Linked DNA regions of Mus musculus: all the other regions are linked to region 1. The links are chromatin contacts, called in public Hi-C maps. All regions are on one chromosome and are shown on one strand. The core of a region is the stretch at or near the end of the contact, and the rest is flanking DNA. Distances in the headings are between cores, read along the strand shown.

The links. A called contact is a pair of places that touch in the nucleus more often than the background predicts.
Region 2: a contact with region 1 is called in a Hi-C map of Sertoli cells, with 2.7 times the contacts expected there. The contact joins two enhancer-like sites. A contact is called at or near these places in 14 of 39 promoter capture datasets (the 3T3-L1 cell line, the C10 cell line, the HPC-7 cell line and 7 more), 5 of 484 Hi-C or Micro-C datasets (Sertoli cells, embryonic fibroblasts, liver and 2 more) and 1 of 9 other capture datasets (liver).
Region 3: a Hi-C map of embryonic fibroblasts shows a contact between it and region 1, with 1.8 times the contacts expected there. The contact joins two enhancer-like sites. A contact is called at or near these places in 7 of 484 Hi-C or Micro-C datasets (the 3T3-L1 cell line, 3T3-L1-derived adipocytes, the Ba/F3 cell line and 3 more), 1 of 115 datasets of contacts at active chromatin or transcription factors (embryonic stem cells) and 1 of 9 other capture datasets (adipose tissue).

The regions. Positions count from the first base shown.
Region 1 is chrX:53,135,815-53,139,163 of GRCm38.p6, reverse strand. All of the region lies in intron 1 of Gm35988 (a long non-coding RNA gene), which reads right to left. It also overlaps a transcript of Plac1 not described here. Among named protein-coding and RNA genes, the nearest start is that of Plac1, 23 kb to the right of the region's middle. Within about 2 kb of position 1,828, at least 4 of the 459 cell types and tissues checked have an H3K27ac peak or open chromatin away from gene starts, as enhancers often do.
Region 2 is chrX:53,233,628-53,236,976 of GRCm38.p6, reverse strand. It overlaps a transcript of Plac1 not described here. Among named protein-coding and RNA genes, the nearest start is that of Fam122b, 35 kb to the left of the region's middle. Within about 2 kb of position 1,531, at least 9 of the 459 cell types and tissues checked have an H3K27ac peak or open chromatin away from gene starts, as enhancers often do.
Region 3 is chrX:53,213,101-53,216,449 of GRCm38.p6, reverse strand. It overlaps a transcript of Plac1 not described here. Among named protein-coding and RNA genes, the nearest start is that of Fam122b, 55 kb to the left of the region's middle. Within about 2 kb of position 1,784, at least 13 of the 459 cell types and tissues checked have an H3K27ac peak or open chromatin away from gene starts, as enhancers often do.

The sequences.
Region 1 (3,349 bases), core at 579-3,078:
TGTTCCTATGGTAAGATATCGTGACAGAAGCAACTTAAGTGGGAAGGGGCTCATTTTAGCTCACAGTTCCAGGTTACAGTCCTCTATGGCAGGGAAGGCAAAGTATCAGAAACTTGAAACAACTATCCACATTATATCTGCAGTCAGAAGAGAACAATGAATTCATCTATGCTAGTGCTCAGTTTGCTTATACAGTCTAGGGAATAGTGCCACCCACTGTGGGCAGTTCTCCTCACCTCAGTCAACAAAATCAGGAAAATACCCTTAGATATGCCCAAAAGACCCATCTTCCAGGTAACTGTACCTTTTCTCAAGTTGCAAACTTAACACTAACTCTCACAGTATACCAACTGGGTACTTTTTGATAATAAATCACAAAGACACTTATTTTTTTAAAATAATTACTTGGTATACATAGAAATTTACCATTTATTAAAAATAAAAACAAATCTGTATGTTACTAAGATGAATATGCTTATTTATTTGTACCCAAAGACTAAAATGTTAGCTGAATATTTGATACTGCAGGATAGAGAGCATCTTCAACAACCAGAATACTGCTACATATAATACACAAGAGGCTCCACTATGAACCAAGGCATTTTGAAGGAGCATCAGTTGCCATTGCACAGTGTGGCAGTATGAGGGGCACATGCTGTGTGTGTTCAGCACCAAGGCTGCAGTTATGTAGCACAATGTAAGACAGGCAAGCACTGCTAGAAACATGTAGGATTCATTATGGGTTTGGTTTTGACTTAATTTTGGTTGTCGTTCTCTTGGAAATTTTTACCTTTGCAAGATTTTTCCCATCTTCTCCCTTTAGCTGCAGGACTTCATTGGACATGGTTTCAGGAATGATGTCTTAAGTCAGCCATATCTTGTCAGCATCTCATTCTTCCTTTTATTCCTTTGCCCCGTTTTAATTACTCAAGAGTCTTAATCCCATTAATTCCACTTTTACCTTAAAACCATAACACTGAACACTCACACCCAATTTCATACTATACTTTAGAAAAAAAATCTAAGTTTTGGTGGATTGCTAAAATTGCCCCCAAAGAGAGACACCTGATGGTTCTCTCTCTCTCTCTCTCTCTCTCTCTCTCTCTCTCTCTCTCTCTCTCCCTCCCTCCCTCCCTCTCTCTCTCTCTCTCTCCCCTTTACACAACACATTTGTTTTTCTTGAATAAAAATGAAAAGCTACTTCTAGGAGACGTTTGCTTACTCTTCCCCCTGAATGCAAGCTTTTCAGCCATGGACAGACATGGTAGGAGGCCACAAGGGTGTGGATATGACACAATCCTTTTCTAAAGGCAAACTCACCCTCTTGAGCCTGCCAGAGAAATTATTTTTCCAGGAAAACTAAACAGTAAGCACATACTTGGATGTTCCTTTCAAGCCCTTTCTATCCCATTAAGGCCAGGCAAGAGCCCAAATGATTTGCTTCACTGCCTATCATAACGGGGCGTATGGGACAGAACCAGCAGGGAACTAGTCTCATCTCCCCCTGCAGTGTGAACTAATAGAGCAAAGTTCAGAGGCACAGGCTTGCCCTGAAACTGTAGTCTGGGAAGCTGAGGCTGAGGCCACCCAGGACTCCTCCAGACACATACACACGAGTTCTCGTTCTCTCTCTCTCTCTCTCTCTCTCTCTCTCTCTCTCTCTCTCTCTCTCTCTCTGTCTCTCTCTCTCTCTCTGTCTCTCTCTCTCTCTCTCTCTCTCTCTCTCTCCTCAGTTCAAGGCGGCAGCTCACCAGGAGAGTATCTGGAACCAAAAGTGGATCAGTAGAACACAGTACATGGGAGCTGGTGGCCCAGGAGGCCACAGGATGGATACAATGATGATTGTGCTGGCCAGCCACCAAGTCTGCTGAGTACAATGTGTTTAAATGCAGATGAGCTAGCCAGTGGCCCAGAAGCTGATCTTTCCTGCCTGGCAATCTACTTTGCAGGCCTAGGTGTAGTGTAACTTTGCTCACTAGGTTCTGGGCAGACTCCAGATACGACCAACAACATCTTGACCCTATTTTGCTGAGGGTTGTGGCTCACTATCTGAAGGCTTCAACTGTAAGGAGGTATGTGTGCATGCCCAACACATAAAGCAGACCCAAAGACAAACTCTGTCTAGTCTGTGCCAAGTTAGACAATAAATCTTGCTCAATTCCCTGGTTCAAATACCTTTGGCTACCTCTGCAAGCTTAGTCTATTCTTGATCCAAGGCTCTTTGGCTAAGATCCCTGCACAGTCGGCACTCTTTCCTCTTCTCCATCCAGAGTGAGCTCACTCTCCCTCGGCTACCCTCAAAGTCCTTCTTCTTCACAATTGGAATCCTGTGAACCAAAACCTGAATCCCCTCACCAAAAACAAAAAAAAAAACAAAAAACAAAAAAACAAAAAAACAAAAAAACAAAAAACAAACAAACAAACAAACAAAAAACTCTCTTTTCTGACTCTTAACTTTCTTTGAGCCTGGACTCCTAAATTCTCTCAAACATTCTAGCACTTGAAATATGGGGCATTTAAATGCTCTCCAAGAAGGCCATTTCATATCTGTTGGGTAGCATCCACTGGCAGATCCCCCATGGAAGACAGCAAGTGCTAGTGTGAGCATTCCCCATAGTACTTACTTTTGATTGGGAGGGTTGTTGACATTTAAATCTAAGTTACCAACAAAAATACAGTCTCTTTAATGAACTAAAAGAAAGAAAAATCAGCTTATCTTTTACAAGTCCCTCAGAGTATCGTGGATTGGTTAGGGTAAGTATAACTTTAGAAAGAAAATGAGAAGTCGTAGATAAATTTTGATACAGTGTCCAAAGTCTCATAATAAAATGTATTTTCCCAAGAATTGCTGGAAAGAAAGGCTAACGGCCACTGCAAAATGGCAAATCCAAGAGTCACAAAAGAGCCTCGTCTTTCACCTGTCCAAGTAAGGCCTTCACATTGCCCATGAGCTCCTGTTGGTCCATTTGGGGCCAAGACTCCAATGTGCTTCTCATTGCTACTTTCTAAAGTGGGCTCCTGCCCATTACCTCACTTGCCTCTCGCCCTGACCCTATGAGGTAGGTAGGATGACTATTAGCTTGCCTTTGGCTCTGTTCTGAGAGAGTCCCAGGAGGCCAATTTTGTACAATTGTAAGTTGACAGATTTGGCTTCATTTGAACATGCTAACAAAACTCAGCCTGATCCAATCCTTATGTAAAGGGAAGATTCGTCATGCAACATTGACCTAAGCTAGGCAGAGAAAAGCCTGATCATAAGGGAATGATTGGGGAAGGGAGGCATCTTGGAAAATTTGCTAATTCTACTCCTCCTTTCTATTCCTAGAATGAAGCCCAGGCTTTGGAAGGG
Region 2 (3,349 bases), core at 282-2,781, 98 kb before region 1:
AATTATGGTGAAAAAAGAAGTACAAATCTCTCAAGTGGTCATAATGGAAGAACAGACTTTTTAAATGATACACAGTAAAAAAAAAATTCATTAAAAAAGTCCTGCTGTCTCAACTTTCCAAACACTAGGATTACAGGACTGATCTACCATGCACAGCTTGTATGAGCTATTATAAAATAGCCTACATTACCCCCCTCCCCCTTAAAACTGTGAGAGACTTAAATAACAATTGTTTGTTTTCCACGGTGCTCTGTGTGTAAGCTGGATGGTTCTTTTGTTCAGGGCCCAGCTCGACTGACGTTAACTTATCAGTTAAGTCACTTAGAGACCAGTTGCTCTGTCCTGGTTCCAGCCAGTATTATCAGGCTCCTCTGTCTGTTACCTTCAGCCATCTAGTGGAAAGGAGTTATTGTGATGCCAGGAGGCAATCCGAGATCTGGCTTCGTCTTTTATGACACTTACACTCGCTCTTTTCTTTTTCTCTGCCCTCTGTGTGTGTGTGTGGGCGGGGTAGGTTTAGACAGGACATTGTGTAGCCCCAATTGTCCTCAAACTATGTAGCTAAAGCTGGCCTTGAACTCCCGATCCATTTATCTTCACTTCCCAAGTGCTTACATTACAGGATTGTGCTACCAGGCCTGGCTCCTCCATCCCTGATTTATTTTTATTTGTTTTGAAGATATAGGTTTGCTTTGTAGCCTAGACTGGTCCTCAAATTTTAAAATACACACACACACACACACACACACGCACACGCACACGCACACGCGCACACTCAGAGAGAGAAAGAGACAGAGAGAGAGAGAGAGACAGAGAGACAGAGATTTTTTACATTGTAGCCCTAGCTGATTTAGATTTCACTATATAGACCATGCTGGTCTTGACTCTGTTTCGGGTGATCCTTCGGCTTCAACCCCATAAGTACCTGGGATTACAGGTATTAATTTATGTTTATTTGCTTGTTTTTCTTTTGCCTTGTTATTGTTTTGTTGTTTTGAAGCCTTCAACCCCAAATAGCCAGAGACAGACCTGAACTCCTTGCTTAGAATGCTGCTATCTGTTTCATGTCTGTGAGCGTAATGATCGAGGCTGTCTTGTTCAGGTTGCTATCCTTTACTCTATGTATAATGTTAATACTCTACTAGCATTTATTAAATTAATAAATGATAGAATGACTTGGTCCTCATACTCACTAACACAGCTCACCACATGCTAGTTGAAAGAAAAAGAGTGAACAACATGGGGGTGAGGCATGAGATCTAAATGCATATTTTCTCCAGCTCTCCCCACTTTCAGTTCTTGCTCTTTCCGTGCCAGTATCTCCTTTCTATCTTTTCTCCCAAATTTATGTTTCCATTTGTTAAATAAAACCTTCAGCAGTGCCGATGTGCATAAACCATGTGCCGTCATCAAAAGTAAGAAAGCTTGGAAATTCTCAAGTGAAATCAGACACTAGCATATAAAGTGCTTTGAAATGCCCTGCTTTCTTATCTTTCTGTAATGGTGTCCTCATGGAGCAAAACTAGAACACTGAGAACTAACCAGGGCTAAAAATCATTCCAACATATGTTTCCTCTTACTGCCGCAACTGCTTCCACCCTCTCACGGCAGACATACAGTATCTAGACTTTCGCTAATTAACTTGCAACTCTAACTGCTAGAACTCCATTTCTTTAAGAAAAAACATTCTGGGCACCAAAAAAAAAAAATATCAATAAATGTTTGCAATGGAACACGTTGCAAAATTTGGCAACTGTCTATTTATGAGCGCCTGTTGATGGAATGTATTAATGAGCCCTCAAGCTAGCAATTACCCTCGTGGTTTTGTTTTGGGTTTTTTTTTTTCATTTCCTCCTTCTCTCTCCCTCCTTTTCTTTTTCTTTCTTTTTAAAATCTTTTTTTTTTTTGAGACAAGGTCTTACTGTATCACCCTGGCTGGCCTGGAATTCACTTTTGTAGATCAGGCTGGCCTCAAACTCACAGATAACTGTGTCATTTAAGTGTTAGGATTAAAGGTGTGGACTCCCATGCTCACCCTTTAGAATTTTTTTAACTTGGTTTGTTATTTTTATACAGCCTTCGATAGCCTTATACTCACACCCTTCCCGCATCTACCTCCTGACTGCTGGCCTTAAGGGTGTACACAACCACACCCAGTTAACCTTGTTTTTTTGGTTTCTTACCACTAGAAATCCTTGATGCAGTTGTTTTTATAACGTGTTTTCGATGTGTAGAATAAGGCCTTCTTTATATGTTGATTTTTGCCTCAGAAGTTGAATGAGTCACTTGATTTTATAAGCCTGGAAAAACAGGCTTTCTCTAAAATAGTCATTGTAAAAGAAGCCCCTTGCTAACAGATCCTATTGTTGCTAACACAGTAATTATAAATTATAATTATAAATTGACCCAATAAAACATTACTTTGTCCTTTTTGCCAGCTTAAAAGGCATTACAGAACAACTGAATGCTTAGGCAGAATGGAGCAGCTTGACTTTTGCCACAGTTCTGTTTTCTTCCTATTTTTATAGATGGTTTAGAGTTTTGATGAAATATATAAAGAAGCATGCTGATTAGCAGAGATTTATTACAGTAAATTGTGGGGTGTGTGTGTGTGTGTGTGTGTGTGTGTGTGTGTAAACTCTTTGATAGATGTGAACTTAGGATAACTACGAACTTGAGTTTAGATTTTGGGGAGTAATCTTTCTATAAGGTACTGAGAAAGTACTGGGTGCCACTTGGAGACTGTGTGAAAAGGGGGGAAATGTGTACAGTGAAAATAAAAATTGCTGGACTTATACCAGGTGGAAACCGCTCTGTCTGTGGCCTTTGCTGCAAAATCAAGCATATTTTCTATATGCTGCATTAATTTGTTGTATGAAAGCACTTCAGTACTGAGAATATGTTTGAAAGGAACTCATTGCCATCCAGGATATTGAAGTTTTATGGGTTAGCACCCTACTGTGATGAGCTAAAAGGCCCGAGTGAGGATCCAGAGTCTCGAATCCAGTCCTGGAAAGCCCTGTTTCAATTACCTGCAGATGTCAGTGTGGGTCTGAGTGTGATTCAACAGCATGTTCCAGGATGTGGTCAGACGGTTGAAGCCCAGTTGTGAACCAGTTGCTTATTAAACAAACACCAGTTCCTTGTGGATGAGAAATATGAGCTGCAAGGACCCTTATATGCCTGAAATCAATCAACCTTTCCCTCTCCCTCTCCCTCCCCTCTCCCTCTCCCCTCCCTCCCTCTCCCTTCCCTCCCTCCCCCCACACTCGCTTACTTTCCTTCTCTGTCTCTCTGTCTCTCTCTCTCTGTCTCTCTCTCTCAAAAGTTAAACAGGAATGGAAACTCT
Region 3 (3,349 bases), core at 535-3,034, 77 kb before region 1:
ATAGTACAATATAAAACATGTCTTCTTGATGGAGTTATCTTACTTTGGGATAGCAAGGCAATAAAGCCATAATGACAATTTTCATGCAGTTTTAACCTGAGTTCTTCATATAGATTATTAGGCTTCCTTGACTCCAACCATATTTTCCACATAATTATTTCTTTTAAATTTCCTAATTATTCCATTCTGTCGGAAACCATCTGTCTTGCTGAGGGACAATTATATCTGAACAAATCAACAGGTTTTGCATCATTGTCTAAATATGAGAGAGAAACAGCCTTAAACTCTACTGTGGCACTTGAGTGGAAAAGAAAAATTCTAAATCCCACATTGGGAATGCCTCTCTCCAGCTCCCTTGGAAGCCAACTTTCATAACTTGTGGAACACAAAATAAAGCCAAATGAATTTTGGAAAGGTCAATGGGAACGGGATTGGGGTAGAACTTTCCCAGAGAATGTTTGGGCCTCTGCTCCAGGAGCTGTCTGGTCACTGCACAATTTGGCCTTCCACAGTGGGTGGAGAAGGGAGCAGATGCTCCCTTGGTACCTGGGCCCAGAGGGGCTGGAAACCTAAGACTTTCCCACTTGATTCCAGGCAAGGGAAGCTATCTCATTCTGGGAACGAGCTTGTTTGAACTCTGTGAACAGTACCTGTCTGTAAGAAATCTGGGATTGGAGCAGAACATTTGTGGGAAGGCAATCATGGAGGGTTGTATGCTTTGGGTGTTGTTTCCAAGGGGACCGCTGAAGTGTCTCACACAGTCCAGTCTGTGCACTGGAGAAGAGCGTCTTCCTGAGGTCTGCTCCAGCTGAGGGATCCCAGGCATTGCCCATTCGCAGCAATAACTGAACTTTCTCCTTCATTTTCAGTCTTCCTTTCTTTCTCCCACTCTGTGCTTTCTCCTTTATCACAGCACTCTCCTTATATGTTTATTTCTTCCCTCAAAGATGTGGCCAAAGAGCTCTGGTGGCTCTCAGGGGTTTCAAAGGAGGTCAGGTTCATTGGCCTGGTGATCAACAGAAGTTGTGAGAAAACAGTAAGTCTCCAAAGGGTCTTATTTCCCCTTCTGATCATGTCAGCTTCACCATCTTCTACTCACCTCTTTTCACCCAGGTTTGTTTGTAAGTTAAGTTCCTTCAGAGCCTAATTAACTCCCATTTGGTTTGAAATGAAATCAAAAAAGGGCCAGAATGAAAACTTGGCTGCTTGTTCCCCCTCCCCCATCTCCTCTTGATTTTGCATCCACCCAAGTGGCTTCCTACATACTTTGGAATGTACAGAGCTTCTGCATCTCTTCCTCCACATCCCCCTTTACAACGTCAAGGGGAAATATAAAGCAGCACACCATTGTAGTTGGGAATCAGCAGTGCTCCCAATCATCTTTCAGGCACATTCATGCATTTCCTGGCTCCTCCACTGGCCCCGGTCCAGAATGCCAGCAAGCTAATCACAAGGAAACTGTGCGTGCATAAATATCATGAGTGAACCTGCAGGTGACTTGCCTCAGAATGAGCCTGCAGCACCCCCCAAACCCTAAGCAGCCATCCAGTATTGGCCAATGTAACCACACTAGTTAACACCCCAGATTGGGTTGGAATTATGAATGGAAGGGAGATCCCCATGCAAAAGAGCAGCTGTCCCTTTGGTTAATTATTGGGATCCACAAATCCACCCCCATTGCCAGGGCTTCAGTGTCGAGATGATGAAATAGGTGATTAAGGGACTTGGAGGCCAGTCCACACTGGAGCTTTGTCTGCAGTATTCCAACGACAAGTGTTATTAGTCCACTAATCATAACATTGCCTGCAGTGGAATTTCCTTGGGAAGGAATGGGGCAGCGCCTCTATGCCAGAGGGCTGCACAGCATGAAAATACTAACACATCACAATCGGCTGTTCTATGAGGAGATTCCAGCATCCAATTCAGGAAATAGGTCACCAGGCTGCAAGATGCGCTGCTATTTTGATTTACTTCCTAAGACTCCTGTAGTTTTTATATACTTCCCTCTGGGGAGAATCAGACTCCTTTGAGTCGCTGGCTTCTGAAGTGCCATCCAGGTGGAACATGCAGGCCATCTGTGAAGACAGAGGCATGAGTTTTCTGTGGTCAGTCTTGTAGAGTCCAGTGACTTCTAGGAATGATGGCTCTCAAGGCACTCTTCCACTTGGTGCCTTTCCATGGGGTCTTCCACAGGTCTAGAGGGTCATGGTTTCTTAGGAGCCTGCAGCTGTGCCTGCCAGATGACAAATGTTTAGTGAGATGATGAAGAGGTACAAATGGGTTGAAGGGTGCCAGAACCTTCTCATAATGAGCATAGCAAATCCTCAGTCACCAAGGATCTTGAGAGGACAAGATGTTCTCATTTTGGAGTCTTGTGCTGCCAGGACCGTTAGTACCAGCTGTTGGAGGCAGACACACCCCTGCTGGTGGCTCTGGAGCCCAACCAAGCTTTCCTTTTCTTCTATATTTCTAGGCGCTTGGGCCTTAAGCAATAGGAATCTGCCCCTCTCCCCACAGGCTTTGTCACCAAGCAGCTGTCTTTCTTTCCTGGATCAGTCTAGAGTTCCCCCTAATTTTTCCTAAACCCAAACAGTTGGTTGTTGCCTTGCAGTGTCGGCAAAGGACATTTGTGAGCCTGCTAGGATATATAGATTTCATTTGATACTACATAGCCATACTCAAAAAAAAAAAAAAAACGGACAGATGATCTGGCATTTCAAATGACTACCTATCCTTTCTTTGCCTTTAACCACTCCACTTCTGGATGCTCCAGGACATGTACCATTTTTTTTCTTGAACAGACAGTTTTATTGGGGTATAGTTTCTGTGTTTCAGCTGGCCCACTCAGAGCCACCATGCCAACTTGATCACCTAGGAGCTAAGGCGACAAAGTGCTACAGCAAGATTTGAAGAAGTCACTGGGTAGATGAGCCCTGGGGGCTTCCATGATCTTTGTTTCTGAGACCCCAGTCTCTCTCTCTCTCTCTCTCTCTCTGTGTGTGTGTGTGTGTGTGTGTGTGTGTGTGTGTGTGTGTGTCTGTGTGTGTGTGTGTATGTCTGTGTGTGTGTGTATGTCTTCCTCTCATCTCCCTCAATTAGTAAGGACATATATAGGCGAATAAGAAAGAGGAATCTCTGTGTTTTAAACTTCGGAAGAGTTTCACTGTTTTTTTTTTTCAGACGTTGAACTAGTCTGTTGCCAGCTATGTTGGTCTATGTCTGGATTCCCAGTTTAGGAGGCAGAATCAGAAAGATCACTCCACATTCAAGGCCAGTCTGTTCTCCTGGTGAGATTCAGTCTGGCCTGAGTAACAGAGTGAGATCTTGTCAAAGTCAAATTCTAACTGAG